Linked DNA regions of Mus musculus: region 1 is linked to region 2. A link is a contact called in public Hi-C data. All regions are on one chromosome and are shown on one strand. The core of a region is the stretch at or near the end of the contact, and the rest is flanking DNA. Distances in the headings are between cores, read along the strand shown. Region 1 has its middle 16 kb from the start of Gm22950. Region 2 holds the start of n-THatg1 (a tRNA gene).

Region 1 (6,300 bases), core at 260-2,759, 75 kb after region 2:
GGAAGCCGTGCTAGGCCAATCAGCATGCACCAGGATATTTTATTGAATCACCCACTAAACGGTCCCATCCACTCCAGGCAAGTGTCTTTTTGTGAGTGTTACAGCTCTGAGGGGAAAGGTTTCCCCAATGCAAGTCTTATAGCTCTGAAGGGAAAGTTGTCCTGGAAGGTGGGAGTCAAGGAACACCACCAAGTCACATTGCACAACAAACCTCATGCAAGAAACTTACTGGGAAAGACAATGGCTGCCTCTGCTCCTTTGAGAAGCAGGAGGGAACTGAGCTGGAGGCAGGCTTTATACAGGGTTTCTTGGCAGCAGTTTTCCAGGATAAGGATTTCCAGGATTGGTGGGGTTTCAAGTCCTGAGCTTGGGGTGAGCCCAGGAATTGGTGGGATTTCAAGATCAGGGATTGGTGGGATTTTGAACTCGGGATTTGGTGGGTTTTCAAACCTGGACATAAGCTCAGACGTTTTTTTTTTTTTACCCTACACTTTTTCTTTCAGTTTTTAATTCCTGAAAACGCCCCAGATATTGGCCCCAAGGGTTGGTTGATTCTGGAATCCCATCAAGATGACAGTCAAGATTAACCACTACAATTAGCAAATAGACCAGGGCTATAAACTGGTGGTGTTGTAGTTCTGTCCATCTCTTTACCTTCTAAAGAGCAGGAGCACCTCTCTTAGCCTTGCTATCTCTGACGAAGAACAGGGACATGGAGCAGAAGGACCTTTCTAAAGCAGAAGTTTACTGACCACACCGTCATGCTCCTTAGAGCGCCCAAGCTTCCGACAACACCTTGCATGACTTGGTTTCTGTGGATTTCTCCTTTCTCATTTCTAGCTTAACCCTCCCGCCCCCCTTCCCCAGCTCTTCACCAAATGCTGCAACTTTTCTGCATTTGCAACTCCTCAGAAATACCCTGCGCCTTTGTTCAAACTTTTGCACTTCTTGGAACCCGCCTCCTCCTCATTGATCCAATAAACTCTTACTCATTTGTTAAGACTCAAAGCAATTGTTCTCCAAAGCCAAGATACATTTCTGAGAAGAGACTCACTTTCCCTCACACATTGACCCTTTAGACCTATGATGTGACAGAGAGGAGTGTTGTAGAGAAGCTTGGGAAATCAACAGGGAAGCCCACAAAATTTACATTTCTCTATGCTTTCTTCCATCTTGGAAAACCATCACAGAGAAGTGGCTTTCCCGAGGCCTCTTGATTAGTTAGCGGCAGAGTTGACACTGTAGGTCCAGGATAACGCCTGCCTTTACTGATGCAACATTGGGCATCCCCTGCCAATCAGAAGAATCTCCTGAATTCTCTTAGATCCTAGAACTTTCCAGGCCTTGAGAGGATGACAAGACAGGCAGGTTCACTGGCTTCTAGAGAAAGCACCAGCAACGGTTCTTTGATCTCCAGGTTTATACCTAATGCTTGGAATGGTACCAGAAACCTCTAGAGGTTGCATACCATAGACTCTATGCCATAGAAGATGAGGCATGGGCTCTGGAGTCAGACAATTTGGGGTTTATGTTCCAAAATTACCATTTACTAATTGTAGAACTCTAGGAAGAATGAACATTCCTTGTGTGAAAAATATGTAGATGATCTTTCTATGGGTATCAAGGGAGAAAATTGCACTCAATCATGCCACACAAGGTCAAGCATACAGTGAGGGCTTAACTAGTGTGTTATCTTCTTCTGTTCCAGACTGCTACTTTCCTTCTTCCTCATTTAGGACTTTAAAGTGTCTAACTCAAGATAAGAGCTCTTAGTTCAAGTTCCTTCAAGTGTAAAATAAGATAATTGATTACATGATTTCAATACCCAAATATTTTAATGTTTGCTTTCATTCGTCTTCTCAATTGAATCAGAGGATTTAGCACAAAATCTTCCCATGGTTGTGACCTGAGCAACAGGTTTTGCTTAGAGGAAGTGGAGGGGGGTAAAATGCAAATGTTGGTGGCTAAATTGGATTTCCCTGGGTCTGATGACTTCCAAGATGCCTCTAAAATATAATTTCAGTGATGATGTTTATAGAAGGGATCAACCTTACCCCCAAATAATAAGTAGAATTAGTATGTTCAACAAACACATTTAGCAACATTGTATCTCATTCACTGTTACATCGGGAAGCATAAAGATAAATAGAAAAAAGGAGAGAGAAAGAAAAAAAAAAAGGAACTTAACCAGGAGTTGGGTGCACTGACTTCAACCCAAGAGATCTGGTTTCTGGTCACATCTTTGTAAAAACTCACTTCATGGTAAGTCCCTTAAAGGTGTTAGCCTTTAAGTCGAGCTTTTCTCAGAGTGAGGTGAGAGAGCTAAAATAGGTGACTTCTAAGATTGTTTTAATTTTGAGTTTTGTTTCTAGATTATTCTCTTACAGTCGGTATATGTACTCAAATATTTCCTGGAATCTTCCATTTAGATGAACTGTAAATATTTCAACCAAACATTTCTCAAACTGACAACTCACCTTATGTTCCTTGCTCCCAATTATGCCCCAAAGTTTTTTCTACTTCTAGGTTTGCAGGAGACTAAACCTCACAGCTAAATGTCATAGTGTCCCTCATGTCCAGCATTCAAATAGACATCAAATTCTGCTGTCAGGTCCAAAAGAATCTTCAATTCCACAAACTCCTAGAGGCAGTCCAACTATCTGGACATGAACTGAACCCGTACTAGGAGGATTTCTGATAGTTAAATAAAAGCCACCATTCCTCAGGATCTTTCAAAGCTTGTTCCCATCAGCCAAAAGAAAGAGTCATTTCCCTTACCTCTGGCAAAAGGGACACGTGGTTCTTTAATTAACATATACTGTTAGCGTCTATCAGAATATGAAGGTCCATGCTGGCTTCCAGGATCCCCCAGTCCTTACTCACAAGCATTTGTTATACATTTCAAAGCCCCCACACTAGTGTTCTGACCTTCCCCTCCTCCAGCTACTCATTCTGCTTACAACCTTGCTATTTTCACTGTTTTCTGTATGTTCTGCTCCTGCTTCTCTCACGATGCTCTCTATTCTCTATGCTCTCTCTATTCTCTATGCTCCCTCTATCCTCTATGCTCTCTCTACTCTATCCCCTACTCTTCCTCCCTCTCTTGTAGATAGCCCTGGCAATGTCCAGTCTGCTGGCCATGTTCATGCTATTTCTTTCTCTTTCTGCTCTGCTCTCTTCTATCTGCATCTGGATATTTTCTCCCTTTTATATACAATAAAAGCTTTTGCCTTAACCATACCATGGAGAGGTTGTGTCTGCCGTTTCTCTACTGTGCTTCCCTGTGTACACCTGCCAAGTCTACATACTAAGTGGCTCTGGTGGACAGCTTCTCCCCTCCAATGGGCACTTTTTGAGTTAGGTCTTTAATTCTTCCAGTATAGATAATAGGAAACCATTATTTCTCCCAGATTTTAATTTTAAGTAAATCTGATCACTGTGCCAAAATAATTTTTCTAAAGCAACATCAGGTCCAAAGAAAACTCCACTACCCCAAGTTCTGGTGGTTAAACAAAAGTCAACATTCCTCAGAAACTTGTGAAGCCTGGGCCCCTCTAACGAAGGATCCCACTCCCTTACCATTGGTAGAGGGGATGAATGGCTATCAGTGGTGCCTCTTAGTGTAACAAAGCACATGCTGGCTTCCAGGCTCCTGTAGCATCACAAATACTTACTTCTTCTCACCTCATCCCCATGCTATAAACTTCTCCAGCTCAGAAGCACTGAGCCTCCCACCCCTACCCCAGCTATTCACTTTTCCTTATGACCTTGCTATTTTAATTGTCCTCTTTTGTTCCTCTCTTGAGAGTTTTGATATGGTGTGGAAAAAAAAAAGAAAAAAAAAAGAAAACACTCTGCTTGCCATGAATCCACCAAAAACAAAGTCAAGGAAACTAGCAATCAAATGATATATTACATACGCTGTTGGTTTAATACCCCTACCCTCAAATTATGTGAGATATCTTCGGACAGGCTTTTAAACACTAGACTCTGAAATGGAGATTTGTTCCTAAATGAAATGAGAACTGTTCTAAGGTATGCTTAAGGAGAAGATGTGATTGAAGAAAACAGCCAGAGGCCTCTGAAAGAGTCCAGCGCATGGAGAGAAAATGTCACAGTGAACATGGCTAGCAGACTGGACCAGGCCAAGAGAAGAGAGAGGGAGGAGTGGGAAAATGGGGGAGGGGAGCAACAGACCAAGAGAGCAAAGGAGACCAAGAGCTAAGAACACTCACAGCTGAAATGTCTTGGTTACATAGGAATGAGAAGCTGGGGAAAGGGAAGCGTCCGGGCTGGAGAGGTTTGGGGTATGGGGCAGGGTGAGGAGAACTGAGAGGAGATGTCATCATCTTAGACTCTGAATCAGGTACTTCCTTCCTATACCAAGAGAGCCTGAGGCCAGCGAGATGTACGTTAATAGGCATCACAGTTAACCATTTGTCCAGGGGTTTCTTTTGGACATGTCAGTTTGCAGAGAGTTTATTGGGGGATTGCTGGAAAACAGGAAAATTGCCTGTGAGGTAAGATGGAAGTCCTGAGCAGAAGTGGAATTTTGGATTCAGTTGCAGCAAAGGTTTTTGTTCACTTCCAGAAGTCTGACTTTTCATGTCTGCTCCAACTCAAGGGGACTGGACTTCTACATTGATTTATCTGCCAACTGACCGGTTTCTAGACATGGGTTGATTGCAGTAAAGAACTACTTGGAGGCATCTGGAGAAGAACTCAGCTGAAACACTAATACTCACAGCATTTGGGAACAATTACTTTGGTCCTGAGTGGGGTTCAGAGCACCTTCTACATGACATAGCATGTGCAGCATTGCACTGTTTTATAGATAAAAAAGCAATCTCCACAGCACTATGACTTACCCTGGCTCACACAAGGCCCTGTGCTTCTAATTTATAGTTGTCTGCATGGTTTGTTGGCTCCCTTTATCCCTAAAATTGAGACTTTAATAGTGTAAAATTTTCATTACAATGAGCACAAACTTGGACCTTCTCTTACTTTGAGTGACAGGGTACATTTTCACATACATTAATCATCTGAGGAAGAATTAAAGCTATATCAAAGACCCCAAGCAAGGATTCTAGAAAACAGACAATAAATGTAGCAGGATCTGTGGGGACCCAGGGCAAAGAGAACAGGACTATGTGTATGGCCCAAGATGTCTTTGTAAAACACAATCAACTAGGCATCAACTCCACTCTTTGGCCAGTGGCAAAATAATGCCTGGGAGGTTTTTCAAAGAATTAGGTTAGGCAAAGAAGAAGGAAGAGGTGAGAGACAGCTTAAAGTGAATATCAAGTACTTCCTAAAAAGCTAGGATAGATTAAAAGAAGTCAAAAGATCTCCACTGATAAGTAGATTAGGACGTAAGGCCCAGAGTCCAGAAAGGGCTGTCTTAGAACAAGTCCATGGAGTCACAGCTCTTTTCTTACTCTGGACTCCTTATCTGGCCTTCTCATCCCTAGATATCAAAGGCCCTGATAATGCTTTTACTAAGCATTATGTAGCCTAGGCCAGTTTGGTAGGAGGTGAAGGAGTTTGTATCAAAATGCTGACTCTGTTGTTTATTTATTGTATGATGTCAGGTAAGTTATCTAACTATGTAAGCCTCAGTTTGCTCAATCATGAGTTGGAGGGAATAAGAGTTAGACCCAGAGCAAGGCTAGGAGGAAGCCGAGCTGCATGACGGCAGAGGTCTCATAGTCTTGAAACCCTGTGTCCTAGTACATGTGAGCAAAGATCTAGCATTTTACAATATTCTTATATTTTCAGGACTCCATTAAATAATATAGGAAGCAGTGCGTCTTAGTGTTTCTATTACTGTGAAGAGACAACATAACCACAGCAACTCTTATAAAGGAAAACACTTAATTTGAGGCTGGCTTACAGTTTCAGTTTAGTTCATTATCATCATGGTGGAAAACATGGCAGTGTGAAGGCAGACATAGTGCTGAAGAAGGATCTGAGAGTTCTACATCTTGAACTGCAGGCAACAGAAGACTATGAACCACACTGGGCATGGCTTGAGTATATGTGAGACCTCAAAGCCCTCCTCCACAGTGACATACTTCCTGCAACAAGGTCACGCCTACTCCAACAAGGCCACATCTCCTAATAGTGCCACTCCCTATGGGCCAAGCAGTCAAACACATGAGTCTGTTGGGACCATTCCTATTCAAACCACCGCACAATATGACTGCTTGTTTCTTATCCAGCCTCCTGTCCCAGCATATGGCTTTCCTAGTGTTTGACTGTACTTTCCAGGAGAAATCAGTGGTCTGGGATGTAGAAGGA
Region 2 (6,246 bases), core at 3,554-6,053:
CCAGTAATACCACTCCTGGGCCTATACCCAGAAGATGCTCTGACATGTAATAAGGACACATGCTCCACTATGTTCATAGCAGCCTTATTTATAATAGCCAGAAGTTGGAAAGAACCCAGATGTCCCTCAACAGAGAAATGGATAAGAAAATGTGGTACGGGCTGGTAAGATGGCTCAGTGGGTAAGAGCACCCTACTGCTCTTTCAAAGGTCCTGAGTTCAAATCACAGCAACCACATGGTGGCTCACAACCATCTGTAATGAGATCTGACTCCCTCTTCTGGAGTGTCTGAAGACAGCTACAGTGTACTTACATATAATAAATTTAAAAAAAAAAGAAAATGTGGTACATTTACACAATGGAGTACTACTCAGCTATTAAAAACAATGAATTTATGAAATTCTTAGGCAAATGGATGGAACTAGAAAATATCATCCTGAGTGAGGTATCCCGATCTCAAAAGAACATACATGATATACACTCATTGGTAAGTGGATATTAGCCCAGAAGCTCAGAATACCCAAGATACAATTTGCAAAACACATGAAACTCAAGAAGAAGGAAGACCAAAGTGTGAATACTTCAGTCCTTCTTAGAAGGGGGAACAAAATACCCATGGGAGGAGATACAGAGACAAAGTGTGGAGCAGAGATGGACCATCCAGAGACTGTGCAACCTGCAGATCCATCCCATATACAACCACCAAACCCAGACACTATTGTGGATGCCAACAAGAGCTTGCTGACAGAAGCCTGTTACAGCTGTCTCCTGAGAGGCTCTGCCAGTGCCTGGCAAATACAGAGAAGTTCTTTGATGAGTTTCTCTCTATGATGTCACAGCAAGCAAAGCTCAGCAATGCAGTGTAAAGTGAGCCAATATGTGTGTGCCATCAGCAAAGACTAGCAAGGTAGAGCAGGGCAAACCAATGCTTTCCCTCCTACTGTCTGTGGGGTCATATTTATATTCTTTCTAAACATCATGTGTCCTTTTACATGTTTGCTACAGCAAAAACATCCTTTCACCTGTGTCTGCTTCAGCAAAATGTTCTTTCAGATATCTGCTCTAGCAAAACGTCCTTTCACCTGTGTGCCCTAGCAAAATATCATTTGACATAACTGACTTTCCAAAGGAACCAGAAGTTTCCACCTTTCCAGGGTGGTGACATCTTTTGGGGAACCTAAGAAAACTGGGTCTGCGGACCAGTGGTGCAATGGATAACACGTCTGACTATGGATCAGAAGATTCTAGGTTCGACTCCTGTCTGGCTCGTTGGGACTGGTACTCCTTTATTAGCCGGGTGTGCTGGCGCACGCCTTTAATCCCAGCACTCCGGAGGCAGAGGCAGGCGGATTTCTGAGTTCGAGGCCAGCCTGGTCTACAGAGTGAGTTCCAGGACAGCCAGGGCTACACAGAGAAACCCTGTCTTGAAACAAAACAAAACAAAACAAAACAAAACAAAACAAAACAAAACAAAACAAAACAAAACAAAACAAAACAACTGGGATATTGGCCAAGTCCAAGAAGACCTATCCATTAACATTTGCTGTCCAGGGTGTGATGGGAAAGTGCAGGGATTGACTGAAGTCCTGACTGAAGCCTTTGAAGTTGTCATGGCTATAGGTTTTTGAGAAAACAGTTACTGAGGCTGCCTGTGAGGCTGCATCACCTGGGCTGCTTGTCCTGTCTTCATTGGTGTTTGGACCTTTGGCTCTGAAAACACATAAACTTTTAAAGGTAATATACATACCTGTAACATGTATGGAATGTGTAATGTGCACACATCTAAAGATGATTCTTTGCTCTTTGTTTGAGCATGAAAGGCATCAAACTTTATAAATCTGGAGAGTATACCCAAACTGCAGTATAAATCCCCATCCATGTTATACGACAGGATGGCATGTAATAAGTCCCGAGGACTCTGTAGCCAACAAGATTTATTGGCTGTGCAGAGACATTCATGTCCCAGCCTGTCTACCAGCTGTTCCCACATAGAAGGATTGGCATGTATGTTACCTGTTTTGTTGTTTTTCTTGGTTTCTTCTTTCATGTATGCAGCCAGCATTTTCAGGAGGCCCCCCTCATCAAATTTAGATTTTTAATTTAATTTCGATTTAAAAAAAATCTTTATTAATGTTAAAGGAATCCACAATTTTTCGTTTTCTGTTGAAACCTCTCCCCCAACACATTTCTTGACTTCCACTCTGAAGTTAGCACAACCTTATAGTATATGGGTTGGTTTAATTCATGAGTCCTTTCTAAAATCCAGTGCTTTTCAGGAGCTGTGCTACATGTCTCATCAACATTTTAAACATTCGAAAGATAGTAAAGTATTATTTAATCTGCCTTTGGTAGATGCCATATCCCCCTTACATTTTATGAACATTTCCTTTAAAGGGTAGTTAGATGGTTTACAATTGCTTGACCTGTAGGATTGTAAGATATATCTGTAACATGTTTTATGCTATAATGTGTAAAACATTGCACTCTACTGGATATATATGCCATAAAGCATCATCAGCTTCTATCTACAAAGGCATCTCTAAGATTAAACACTATTTCTAATAAATGTACATACAATCTCAGAATCTTTCTTTTTCAGAACTCAAGGCAGAAGCCCTTTGGGATTCTGAATATGTATCAGTTGTATGATGTATCAAAGTATGTTTGTATTTTAATTTTCCAAACTCTACAAAATGAAATATATATGATATTGTATTTCATTGCTCTAAAGTGCCATCATCACATAGAATCTCTATTCTTTTTTTTTTAATACTTTATATTAGGTATTTTCCTCATTTACATTTCCAATGCTATCCCAAAAGTCCCTCATATCCTCCCACCCATGCCCCTACCCACCCACTCCCACTTTTTAGCCCTGGCATTCCCCTGTACTGGGGCATATAAAGTTTGCAAGTCCAATGGGCCTCTCTTTCCAGTGATGGCCGACTAGGCCATCTTTTGGTACATATGCAGCTAGAGTCAAGAGCTCCGTGGTACTGGTCAGTTCATATTGTTGTTCCACCTATAGGGTTGCAGACCCCTTTAGATCCTTGGGTACTTTCTCTAGCTCCTCCATTGGGGGCCCTGTGATCCATCCAATAGCTGACTGTGAGCATCCACTTCTGTGTTTGCTAGGCCCCGGCATAGTCTCACAAGAGACAGCTATATCTGGGTCCTTTCAGCAAAATCTTGCTAGTGTATGCAATGGTGTCAGCGTTTGGAAGCTGATTATGGGATGGAACCCTGGATATGGCAGGCTCTAGATGGTCCACCCTTTTGACACAGCTCCAAACTTTGTCTCTGTAACTCCTTCCATGGGTGTTCTGTTCCCAATTCTAAGAAGGGGCAAAGTATCCATACTTTGGTCTTCGTTCTTCTTGAGTTTCATGTGTTTAGCAAATTGTATCTTATATCTTGGATATCCTAAGTTTCTGGGCTAATATCCACTTATCAGTGAGTACATATTGTGTGAGTTCCTTTGTGATTGAGTTACCTCACTCAGGATGATGCCCTCCAGGTCCATCCATTTGCCTAGAAATTTCATAAATTCATTCTTTTTAATAGCTGAGTAGTACTCCATTGTGTAAATGTACCACATTTTCTGTATCCAGTCCTCTGTTGAGGGGCATCTGGGTTCTTTCCAGCTTCTGGCTATTATAAATAAGGCTGCTATGAACATAGTGGAGCATGTGTCCTTCTTACCGATTGGAACATCTTCTGGATATATGCCCAGGAGAGGTGTTACAGGATCCTTCAATAGTACTATATCCAGTTTTCTGAGGAACCACCAGACTGCTTTCCAGAGTGGTTGTACAAGCTTGCAATCCCACCAACAATGGAGGAGTGTTCCTCTTTCTCCACATCCTCGCCAGCATCTGCTGTCATCTGAATTTTTGATCTTAGCCATTCTGACTGGTGTGAGGTGGAATCTCAGGGTTGTTTTGATTTGCATTTCCCTGATGATTAAGGATGTTGAACATTTTTTCAGGTGCTTCTCAGCCATTCGGTATTCCTCAGGTGAGAATTCTTTGTTTAGCTCTGAGCCCCATTTTTTAAATGGGGTTATTTGATTTTCTGGAGTCCACCTTCTTGAATTCTTTATACATATTGGATATTAGTCCCCTATCTGATTTAGGATAGGTAAAGATCCTTTCCCAATCTGTTGGTGGCCTTTTTGTCTTATTGACGGTGTCTTTTGCCTTGCAGAAGCTTTGCAATTTTATTAGGCCCCATTTGTAGATTCTCGATCTTACAGCACAAGCCATTGCTGTTCTATTCAGGAATTTTTCCCCTGTACCCATATCTTCGAGGGTTTTCCCTACTTTCTCCTCAATAAGTTTCAGTGTATCTCTATTCTTAACCCAGTGTATTGCATCTCTATAGGTTGCCATTCTGCAATTTTATCACAAGGTGGTGCCATGGGTTTTAGATTGAATTCCTCTGAAGATTGTTTTGATCTTTCTTAAAGAGGATATATGAAATTGCAGCCATTACTGCACATCTAATTATTTCTATGCTGATAATTGAAACAAAATTATACAAGGTCCAAATGCCCTCTGAGTTTTTTTTTTAAACATAGAAAAAAAATATATTTTAAACTCTGCAACTCTCTCCTTTCTTTGGAGACTTTATTATTTAAGCTTGCTATTTGTTTCTCTTTTACTATTTTCAAACTTAAACATTTACCTCTGCATCCACACTTACATAAACTCTTACTTTTGGTCATTGCTAGTTTCTGTACAGGTTTAGAGGCTCCTCTGTGATCTCGACTTCCTGATCTTGGCTTCCTGCGTTCACTCAGTCCTCAGCAGCAGATGTTGCAAGCCTCTGATTCAGGGTTGTCTTCAGTGGTGGCTTCTGCCACATCCATCAACTTTGTGCTTTGTCCAGCTCTGAGCTACCTTTCTGCAAGACATGAGCATTAAGGCCTCCCTCTGCACTGGTCCTCATAAGCCCTGCTTGCCTGCAGGTGCTGCTGGCTTGCAGGTCAGCTGGATCTCAGCTGCTCTGAGCCTTCTGTCACCTTCTGCTCATTGGTTTGCTAGGTTGCTAGGAAACCGTGTCCCAGGCTTCCATGCTGGGCTTGGCCTAAAGCCTAGTCTGCCTAAGTTTAGATTTCTAGCCCTACATTTGGTGAGCCGAATACTGTTAGACCACCTCAACTCGCCAGCTCCCAATAATGACTTTTTACTAGTTATAAAAGCTGAGGCCTTTTATCTGTTTTTTATGCAATGCAAATATTTACTCTTAATTCACATTGTCAAAATTTTTCAAGAAACAATCACAAAGGTTTATTTTAAATGTGCTTTGTATCTTTGGCTTGTTCTCGACTAGCTTGTATAACTTAGTAACTCCACAGGTAGTCACTATGTCTGACTTTCTCCATGTCTGGCTGGAGCATTTCCCAGGCCTGATTCTTTCCCAGAGTTCCTATCTATACTCTGAAGTTTCACTTTTCTTCTCCTGTCCTGTTATAGACCATCAGATCTTTATTAAACCAATCAGAAGATGATGGAGAAAATGTTTACGAAATCTTTAGGCAGGTGTGATGATCCAATAAAAATAACAATACCAAGGTCAGGCCTGTAAACAGCTCTGCGGGTAGGTAAACCAATATTTGAATAATACAAGGGTAACCTTTACACAGTGCACAAAAAGATTAACCCAACTGAGGAGGAGAGAGGAGGAAGGGAAGAAGGGTAGAGACAAGAGCAGAGTGGGACAAAGGTGGCCTGCTAAATTGACTTTGGTATTAAAGGAGGAATCTGTGTAAATGAAAGAGCTGGATGAAAATCCAGTACATGAACACTGTCTGGTCTGTTTGCTTGGTTTAGTTTTGAGCCTCTCAGCATCCCTTCCTAGGTGTTTAGAAGTCCATCTCATCCCTGGGCATTTTTGTAAACTCAGGTTTCAGGTATTGGCACACAGATGGGTGGTGTTTTTCTCTGGGATTTTCTTTGGAAAACTGCATTGCAGATCCTGGTTAGGTCTTGGTATTGTTTCCAGGTAGAGTCTAAGACACTGGTCATACCTCTGAACAATTCTTTAGGAGTTTCTTTGTGAGCGCTGGTCCCTGTGTGATCTTTCTAATGTTTAGGGAACTGTTAGGAGTGTGTAGGAAGATTACTTACAACCTCTGCCTCCCCAGAGTTCAGCCTGCTGGATGCTGTGTAGCTCTGAGTCAAGGTTTTGACCCCACCATCTAGCTATGTTCTGTAAGTAGTTCCATAACACTGGCCCTTGGTT

What was found. A called contact is a pair of places that touch in the nucleus more often than the background predicts.
Region 1: a Hi-C map of the HPC-7 cell line shows a contact between it and region 2, with 4 times the contacts expected there. The contact joins two enhancer-like sites. A contact is called at or near these places in 3 of 39 promoter capture datasets (the HPC-7 cell line, HPC-7-derived erythroid cells and maxillary cranial neural crest), 1 of 15 datasets of contacts at CTCF or cohesin (pro-B cells), 4 of 484 Hi-C or Micro-C datasets (the HPC-7 cell line, bone marrow-derived dendritic cells, bone marrow-derived macrophages and 1 more), 2 of 115 datasets of contacts at active chromatin or transcription factors (CD8 T cells and bone marrow-derived macrophages) and 1 of 9 other capture datasets (adipose tissue).

The regions. Positions count from the first base shown.
Region 1 is chr1:171,746,617-171,752,916 of GRCm38.p6, forward strand. No RefSeq gene overlaps it. Among named protein-coding and RNA genes, the nearest start is that of Gm22950, 16 kb to the left of the region's middle. Within about 2 kb of position 1,510, at least 7 of the 459 cell types and tissues checked have an H3K27ac peak or open chromatin away from gene starts, as enhancers often do. A contact at or near this core is called in the HPC-7 cell line, where this site is marked.
Region 2 is chr1:171,668,243-171,674,488 of GRCm38.p6, forward strand. It overlaps n-THatg1 (a tRNA gene), which reads left to right and starts at 1,197; the gene lies at 1,197-1,269. Within about 2 kb of position 4,804, at least 40 of the 459 cell types and tissues checked have an H3K27ac peak or open chromatin away from gene starts, as enhancers often do. A contact at or near this core is called in the HPC-7 cell line, where this site is marked.